Linked DNA regions of Mus musculus: all the other regions are linked to region 2. A link is a contact called in public Hi-C data. All regions are on one chromosome and are shown on one strand. The core of a region is the stretch at or near the end of the contact, and the rest is flanking DNA. Distances in the headings are between cores, read along the strand shown. Region 1 has its middle 37 kb from the start of Gm40044. Region 2 overlaps Slc7a11 (solute carrier family 7 (cationic amino acid transporter, y+ system), member 11). Region 3 has its middle 23 kb from the start of Gm35891.

The links. Hi-C and Micro-C count contacts between places; a contact is called where the count stands out from the background.
Region 1: a Hi-C map of bone marrow-derived macrophages shows a contact between it and region 2, with 12 read pairs. The contact joins two enhancer-like sites.
Region 3: a Hi-C map of bone marrow-derived macrophages shows a contact between it and region 2, with 12 read pairs. The contact joins two enhancer-like sites. A contact is called at or near these places in 1 of 484 Hi-C or Micro-C datasets (bone marrow-derived macrophages), 1 of 115 datasets of contacts at active chromatin or transcription factors (bone marrow-derived dendritic cells) and 1 of 9 other capture datasets (embryonic stem cells).

Annotation. Positions count from the first base shown.
Region 1 is chr3:51,182,157-51,185,014 of GRCm38.p6, reverse strand. No RefSeq gene overlaps it. Among named protein-coding and RNA genes, the nearest start is that of Gm40044, 37 kb to the left of the region's middle. Within about 2 kb of position 1,279, at least 17 of the 459 cell types and tissues checked have an H3K27ac peak or open chromatin away from gene starts, as enhancers often do. A contact at or near this core is called in bone marrow-derived macrophages, where this site is marked.
Region 2 is chr3:50,404,731-50,407,884 of GRCm38.p6, reverse strand. The region is part of intron 6 of Slc7a11 (solute carrier family 7 (cationic amino acid transporter, y+ system), member 11); the gene reads left to right. Among named protein-coding and RNA genes, the nearest start is that of Slc7a11, 37 kb to the left of the region's middle. Within about 2 kb of position 1,789, at least 57 of the 459 cell types and tissues checked have an H3K27ac peak or open chromatin away from gene starts, as enhancers often do. A contact at or near this core is called in bone marrow-derived macrophages, where this site is marked.
Region 3 is chr3:51,150,099-51,153,294 of GRCm38.p6, reverse strand. No RefSeq gene overlaps it. Among named protein-coding and RNA genes, the nearest start is that of Gm35891, 23 kb to the right of the region's middle. Within about 2 kb of position 1,629, at least 23 of the 459 cell types and tissues checked have an H3K27ac peak or open chromatin away from gene starts, as enhancers often do. A contact at or near this core is called in bone marrow-derived macrophages, where this site is marked.

The sequences.
Region 1 (2,858 bases), core at 30-2,529, 780 kb before region 2:
AATCTGCCGTAAAAGCAGAACCAGGTTTTCCGTGACGTCTGCGGCTTCCAGCTTGCCATCTGCCCTATGGATTTTGAACTTGCTTAGCTGATCCACAGTTATGTAAGCTAAGTCCTTGCAATAGATCTCGTTCAGCCCAGGTTCTGCCTGTCTGGTTAGATCCTGACCGTTGCAGTGTGTTAGGGTTAGTGACACTGACTGGCTTCTGATTGGTCAGTGTGCTTTTTTCACTTCCCAGGACTAAGTCCATCCTTGACAGTCTTTAGCATATATTTAGCAACCTCTCAGAATTCCCAGAGTTTTGAATATGGTTACACCTGGATTAGGTCTGGTTTTTGCTTGGGTGACATGGCCTGAAAGAATGAAGGCATTGTCTTACATGGTCTGCAAAGCCCTGGAATGGCTCTCATGGTAACAGTGCATTTACCAGGATACTTAGAAAGCTCACTTCACAGAACCGCTCTCTTCTAGCCTAACATTTCATCTTCTTTTAAATTAAAACCATTGTTTTTCCAACCCTGAGAGTCCACCTCACACCAGTCAGAATGGCTAAGATCAAAAATTCAGGTGACAGCAGATGCTGGCGAGGATGTGGAGAAAGAGGAACACTCCTCCATTGTTGGTGGGATTGCAAGCTTGTACAACCACTCTGGAAGTCAGTCTGGCGGTTCCTCAGAAAATGAGACATAGTACTACCGGAGGATCCAGCAATACCTCTCCTAGCATATACCCAGAAGATGTTCCAACTGGTAATAAGGACACATGTTCCACTATGTTCATAGCAGCCCTATTTATAATAGCCAGAAACTGGAAAGAACCCAGATATCCCTCAATATCTGCCAGGAACTGGCAGAGCCTCGTAGGAGACAGCTATATCAGGCTCCTGTTAGCAGGCTCTTGTTGGCCTCTGCCTAGTGACTAGGAATGGATACAGAAAATGTGGTACATTTACACAATGGAGTACTCCTCAGCAATTAAAAACAATGGATTTATGAAATTCTTAGGCAAATGGATGTATCTGGAGGGTATCATCCTGAGTGAGGGAACCCAATCACAAAAGAACACACATGATGTGCACTCACTGATAAGTGGATATTAGCCCAGAAACTTAGAATACCCAAGATACAATTTGCAAAACACATGAAATCAAGAAGAAGGAAGACCAAAGTGTGGATACTTTGTTCCTTCTTAGAATGGGGAACAAAAACACCCATGGAAGGAGTTACAAAGTTCAGAGCAGAGCCTGCAGGAACACCATCCAGAGACTGCTCTATTTGGGGATCCACCCCATAAACAACCACCAAACTTAGTCACTAGGCAGAGGCCAACAAGAGCCTGCTAACAGGAGCCTGATATAGCTGTCTCCTGCGAGGCTCTGCCAGTTCCTGGTAAATACAGAAGTGGATGCTCTCAGTTATCCATTGGATGGAGCACAAGGCCCCCAATGAAGGTGCCAGAGAAATACCCAGGGAGCTGAAGGGGACTGAAGCCCCATAGGAGGAACATCGATATGAACTAACCAGTACCCCCAGAGCTCCTTGGAACTATACCACCAATCAAAGAAGACACCTGGTGGAACTTGTGGCTCTAGCTATATATGTAGCAGAGGATGGCCTAGTCAGTCATCAATGGGAGGAGAGGCCCATGGTCCTGTGAAGGTTCTATGCCCCAGTATAGAGGAATGCCAGGGCCAGGAATGGGAGTGGGTGTGTTGGGGATCATGGGGAGGGGGAAGGGGATAGGGGATTTTCGGAGGGGAAACTAGGGAAGGGGATAACATTTGAAATGTTAAATAAAGAAAAATCAAACAAAACAAAACAAAACCGTTGTTTTTCAAGACAATGTTTCTCTGTGCAGCCCTGGATGTCCCAACCTTGCTGTGTAGACTAGCCTGGCCTCGAATTCAGAGCTCTACCTGCCTCTGCCTGCCAGTACTGGGATCCCTGCCTGGCCTTAAGAACGTTTATAAAGTGTATTTGGTCATCTTTTTCTTCCCCTCACGCTTCTCAGGTCCTCCCCGCTTCCCACCCCACCTGGCTTTATGTGCTTGCTTTCTTTTCCAAAGCAAAAACAAATGAAAATTTTCACAAAACAGAAATTAAAAACGATTAAACAAATGATCAGTAAGACAAGAGAATAATATATAAACCAACCAACAACAGCAACAACAAAAAAATCCACACTGCGTTTGTTTTGTCTTGGCTAACTACTCCTTGGAGTGTGGTTGGTATACCCAGTGACAGTTCACTGAAAAAAAAGCCCTGTATTTTTATTATTACAGTTTAGTGAAACTTACGTAATAATCTAGTTCATCTTTTCCGTGGCCCATCTGACCCAGCTGGCCTGTACTCTTCTCTGGTCAAGGGTGAGGAGCCCTTTCATCCTGCTTGAATACTTATCCTTGCCTATTCACAAAGTGATTGAGTAAAGGGTTTTGTATGTGTTTTGCATACAAATGACTGACTGTAAACACTGGTGTGCAAATGCCTCTGTGGTGTGTGACGTGGGTAACTGGGTCACTCGGAAGGAAATCCTTATCAATTACTAGAGTAGCTTACACCCTTACCGGCAGTGTCTAGCCACTCCCTTCGCTCTGCGTTCACGCTCGCCATTTTCTTTTTTCCTTTTAGATTTATTTTACATGGTGGGAGCATTGGTTCTTCCCTTTCACTTTTACAGAGGTGCCAGGGTTCCCACTCAGAGCTTCACGCTGGTGCGGCAAGCAGCTGTACCAGATGACCCGTCTCAGTGGCCTCTCAGTGAGATTATATAATCCAGCCTTTCAGCCTGAAGTCACTACGCTATCTAGAACAGGGGCGGTTTTAAGTGACGAGTCCTGACTTCAGCAAGCAGAGGTG
Region 2 (3,154 bases), core at 540-3,039:
TTAGAAGTTAGAAGGCTGAGGGAAGCAAGAGAATTGTGCTGATGCCCAAGTCCCTCAGATGATGCCCAGCTCATGCATGCATCTGAGTCAGAAGGAATTTCTTGGCAGACATTTTTTTTCTTCTCTTGTGATAAATATTAGCATGCCCTCACCCGGATAGCCATTGTCATACAGTTGATTGATGGTACTGGTTGAATAGGTGGGCTGTTTGTATTTGACCTGTTTTTAGGTTGACTGTCTTATCAGAAAATGATTTTATGAAATCCTCGAAACCAAGTCTTGGTTTGAGTGGCTTCTACCATGTATTTTAGACATTTTATCCTTACTTTTTCCAGTAAAGAAGATAGTTAGTACAGTTTACAAGAATGCAAGCTAAAATTTTGTTAATTTTTACATAATATAAAGATATAAAATCTTGTTTTATATACATATATAAATATATTAAATAGAAATATATATTTGCACACTTACACATACACTCATATACACACATATATACACATATATTCTCTCTTTCTCACACACATATACATATATGTATATATATATGCACAGCTTTAAAAATATTTCTTTAGTAAATATACAAACAGCATTTTAATCTGGCTCATAGATGGGCTACAGGGGTTAGTAACTCAGGTGATTTGTTTCATTGTATGATATGTTTCTCATGCAGAGGAGAAAGCTGAGGCTCAAAGAAGTAGAATGCCTTCATTCTTATGGCTATGCAGTTGTCCAGAGAGATTAGGACAACAGTCTATGATTTTCTAGCTCCAGAGCTCAGAGTCTTTCTAACAAACCAGTTAATCTTGTGGGAGGAAAGGCAGAAGTGAGCCCTTGATCACAAAAGACATCAGTGTGAACTAAGGAAGTAACTATAGAACTTTACTATAGAAGAAGAGGAAGTAGAAAGCAGAACAGAGAGATGGAGGTGTCTGACGCAGGGCCTGGGCATCCAGAAACTGTAGAAGAATGATTGCTTTCAGGGACTGATGCGTAATGCATCCTGTGTAGGACATTGCAGATGTTGGCCTGTGGGAAGCCTAAGCTTCCACTGGAAGGCTTTGGGACCTGATCTAGCAGTCATTGAGACTGGCAGGCAGGTGCCAAGGAAAGTCTTTGGAGAATGGAAATCAGTGCTTGGAAATATTAACTTGATTTCAAGTCCAGTGGGTTTTCTTCTTGTGACAACCAGTTTAAATGGAGTTATAGTGGTGGGGACTTCTTTAACCTTCTTTTGCGTGTTTGGTCATAATAAAACAGCATCTTTGAGAAGTTAACTGACACTTCTTCCACTGCTAGGGAGACACAGTGACATGGCATGCAGCAGAAGAAACATAGTCACCTATCCCTGGCCTAAGATAGAGATCCACCTACTTAGAGAATAAGATGAATCAACACTTTGTCCCTGCACTCCCTTCGTAAATACAGGGCTGCAGGTGTTTCTTTATTAGTGAAAAATGATCCATTTATTGATTCTCTCTGCTACTGGAAAAGCAAATGAGACGAGAGGAGATGGTTTGTTTATAAAGAATATTTATAACTCAAAATTATCCAAGCCAGAGAATTTGGTTAGTCATGTAAATTTCCAAAATAAATGTAAAGGACTCTTGTCCAGTATCTTGTTTGATATCAACCTTGAGATTTTAGCATTGGAACTGTAGGACATGCTAGCAACTAACCTTGCTTTGAGTTTTAGGAAATTCAAGTTCTGCTTTTGGATGGGGAAATGTGAAGAAGTCAATGGTCATGCAGATGACTCGTGTTCTTGGAGACAGAAAGGAAAGTCGTCACAATCTGGTGAAATAGATGAATCTTAAGGCTGGAAAGATGGCTTAGTGGTTAGGACCGCTTGCTGCTGTTTCAAGATTCAGGTTCAGTTCCCAGTATCCATGTTGGATGGATTACAAGCACACATACCACCACCTCCAAGGGATCCTATGCCTTCTAGCTTTCACAGAGACCTGAATACAGATGAACATACCCACATTAGATGGACATAACCACAAACAGATAAACAGACACAGACACACACACACAGAGGAGTGGGTAGGTGCTAGAGGAGGAAGAGGAGGAGGCAGCCCTTAGACTTTTAGCATCAAATACAAATCATAGGTTAGAGTGTGGGTATGTCAAGCAAAATACTTTAAAGACCGTCTATCACCCATTGGATATTCCGGGGAAAGTTGGACGTAGGTAAAGAGAGAGCTAACAGTATGACCACAGGACAGGAGACAGCTTGGTAGACCATTGATCCTGCTAGACAAAGTGAGCTTCAAAGTGGTGCTGTGCTCATAGAGCCACATGGGTCAGAGAAGATTCTAGGTTTTTCTGCCTTTTGTTTTTCTGGGCTAGGATCTTAGCATGTAGCTCAGGATGACCTTGAACTTGCAGTGCTGCTGCTGCCCAGCTCTGTGACTATAGACATGTGACCACCACATCAGCCAAGATTCCATTTCTGCATCTGGATTATTTTGCTTTAAATTTAGCTATCTTTGTTCTTTGTCCTTTCTCAGCATCTTGCTTGTTAGTGAAGGATGCTATGGTGGCAGACTCTGCCTGTCCTTTCAGCTCTAGTATACCCGATGTAGTTGGCAGAAGATGCAAACTCTGGGAAGGGGAGTGGACTATGAGGAGACCTGAGATAAAAGAAACCCTACTACAGTGGCCAGAGTTAATTTCAGAAGACAGTTACAGTATAGGTGGTCAAATGGGGGAAATGAGCTAATTTCTTAGACCATAAAACCAAGGGCCACATCCAGGAATCTAACTCAGTAAGATTACCTTAAGGACAGGGCTCATGATTTGTGTGTGTGCCAGGAAACAAGAATAACACTTGTGAGGAAATCGATCATGCTGTGTTATGAGGAATCCCTGATTCTATTTATTTTCTTTATTAAATGTGCTCACAGGAGACAGACAGTTCCTGGTAAATCTCAGTGGTCTGGAAGATTTTAAGTCAGTATTCTGTGTGTTTTGTTCTCTTAAAAGCATGAATATGAGCAGGAAAGGATCATTCACCAAGTCTCCTGCACTACTGAAGATGTTTTCAATAGCCCATTAGGACCATATTGTCTATTTGCACCGATTAGCCTAATAAACAGAACAGGGCCCTTTGTCATGATTTTCACAAATTTACAGGTATTCACCTGCTGTT
Region 3 (3,196 bases), core at 380-2,879, 750 kb before region 2:
GTTCTTCCCTTTCAGTTAGAGACCTGGATGCTGAGCAAGCAGAGCTGATGTTTTCCTCCCTGCCTCTCCATCCTGACTCCCTCCTTTCTTCTTTCTCTTGGTTTTAGGTCTTATGCCTTTTAAAAATTACATTTTATATTGTTTTTTTAAAATGTGTTATTATTGTGTGTGTGTGTGTATGCATATGAGTGAGTGTATGTGTGCATACATGGTGTGGTTTTGTGTGAGTGCATGGTGTGTGTATGCATGGTGTGTCTGTGTGCATGGTGTATGTGTGTGCGTGCTTGGTGTGTGTACATTGTGTGTCTGTGTGTATGGTGTGTCTGTGTGCACGGTGTGTGTGGTTGTACATAATGTATGTGTGTGCATGGTATGTGTGTGTATGTATGTGTGTGAGTACATGGTATGTGTTCATGGTGTACGTGTATATGTGTGTGCATTGTGTATGTATGTGTGTGCATGGTATATGTGTATGTATGTGTGTGAGTACATGGTATGTGTTCATGCTGCGTGTGTGTATGTGTGTGGGTGCATAGTATGTGTGTGTGTATGCATGTGCATGGTGTATGTGTGTGAGCACATATTCCACGAAGTTCATTTGGAGGTCAGAGGACACCTTTGTGGAGTTAGTTCTCTCCTTCTACCTTCATGTAGGTCCAGGGGCTTGAATTCAGATCTCTAGCCTTGCCTAGCAAGCCCCATACATGCTGGCTCTAGGCCTCATGCCTTTTTAGTGAACACATATTTGCATTTAGAGACTTGGGGCACTCTTTGGCTTCTTTGGCCCGGTATCTGAGGATTGTCTATCAGAGTAACACATAGGGCTGTAGTAGCTGATGAACGAATGAATCAGTGCATGACTTAAACTGATGGGTGAGGTTGCAGGTTAGAGAGATAACCAGAACCTTTCTCGTCTCCTTCGAGTGTGACACTGGGAGGATCTCACTTCAGGGCTGTAGCTGGGCTTCGGAAGGCAGCACGAGAGCTGCTTAGGTCAGCCAGGAGGACCCTCTGATGATTTCTGGTTGTGGGGGAAAGGGAGCACCCTTGATAGCTAATATGGAATCAATACCCATTTATTCTCTGGACCCAAGTGTATTATTTTAATTTTAGGCGTGGGGAGATCCCAGGCATTCCAATCACAACTCAATTTTTTTTTTTTTTGGTCCTATATAGAGTGTATTGAACTACAGCAAGCTTAAAAGGGAGAGGAGGGAAAAACTATAAAACACAGAGTGTCAACAGCAGAAGCTCTGTTGCCCTAAGGCTGTTAGCTGTTTTTACGCAGCACAAAGTAGATAGGATATAGATACTATTTAAAGACTCAGAAAGAGGTCTTTGAGGTGTGATGTATGACCAGAATCAGGGGGCTCAAGCCACGGTGGCATTCTGCTAAGTCAATCGGAGCCCTTCATCGAGGAAGTGTGTGTGTGTGTGTGTGTGTGTGTGTGTGTGTGCGTGCGCTGATTGGATCACTGGGGTTTGTTATTTGAAGATCAAGAATTCTAATCGAGTCCCTGTGACCGCATGTCTGACACTGCAATTTTGTATGGCCACATTCTGTTTAATCTTCACCGTCAGCTTGGCTGTATCTAGCAACACCTAGGAGACACAGCTCCTGATATGTCTTCAGTATTAAACAAACAAACAAACAAACAAAAAACCACAAAACCTGAGAAGGGCTGAGTGCCTGCCTCCACGCTCTGCCTACTTATCTCCATGTCCAGCCCCTCACTCTTGCCATCATGTCTTCTTTGCCAAGATGGACTGTATCCCTTCAAATTCCAAGTCAAAAGAAATCCTTCACTTGCTCTCCTCAGGTATTTGGTCACAGTCATAAGAGGAGTGACTAATGGAGAGGGTGTCACTGTTCATACTTTGCAGGATGGAGACAGAGGCCACGCGTCAGTGGAGAGAGACTGCTTTCCTATTTCACTGTTAACATTAACCGAGCGTTCACAGTGCACCAGGCCAGGTTCCAGCCTCTTGATAAGTCCTGGCAGTCAGTCACTCTGATGTCACAGAGCTGTGGTCTGCTCTTGTGTTTCCTGTTTTACAGTGGATAAGATGTGGGAAGAGACAAAGAGAATCTTCCAGAATCACACAGTAAATGAGCAGGCAAGAAGTTAAACCAAGTTTGTCTGACTCCCTAAACCCTTTTGTTTTTCATGCTTCATCAGGAAATATCTTAAAAAAAAGTCTGAAAAATATACTGGATGTCACTCAACCCAGAAGACAGCAAATTATTAAATAAAAGATTATATAAAGGGAGGGGCATTTTTTATTTCTCCTTACTTCTTCTGGCAGCATTTGTGCTGATCTGGCTCTTTCCACCACAATGAAGTTGTCACCCCAATTTTTAAGGGAGCAAAGGAAGATGGTCATGCCACAAGGTTGACAAGGATAGAGGAACCAAGAAACAGCGCCCTGCTTCCTGTTGATCCCCAAGGTGTGTAGGAGACTCAGGAGTTCATGAGATGTCAAGATCTAGTAACATAGTCCAGCATGGAAGTACCCAGAGCAGGATAGAATGTCTTTCCTGTTTATCCAACCCCTAGGAGAGGCTGGACATGGTGGGGCACACCTTTAGTCCCAACCAACATACAGTAGACAGAGGCAGGCCGATCTACGAGTTGGAGACAGGCCTGGCTTATATAACAAGTTTCAGATCAGTTAGGGCCACATAGTGAGACCTTGTTTCAAAACGATGACAACAACAACAGCAGCAACAACAACAGCAACACACACACACACACACACACACACACACACACACACACACGAACAACCCCCCTACTCCCAACAAATCAAAAACAAACAAACAAACAAACAAAAAACAAAGCAAGGAATGTTTGAGGGATGACATTGTCCCCTGGCCACCTCACGGGCTCCACACAAGCACACAGAGTCACAGCTCAAGTTTTGGTGGTATGTGCAGTATCCACAGAGGCCTCCCTCAGTTTGAGAGCCTTAGCTGAAGGCCAAGTGGCCTAAAGCTTTCTCGCATGGTTCATTTGTTTTGTGGAACTCTGCATGTCCTTTTTTAAGGCCAGAGCGGGGAGAATTTGCCTGGAGCCACCATGCATGAGTGGAGCTTTCCCATCAAGGAGCTGGATGCTTGGCTGATGATGAGGACAGCAGGCTGGCTCAGGAGCTCTCTGTGCACTTAGGAAGGAGTCCTTTAAAAAGCATGGCA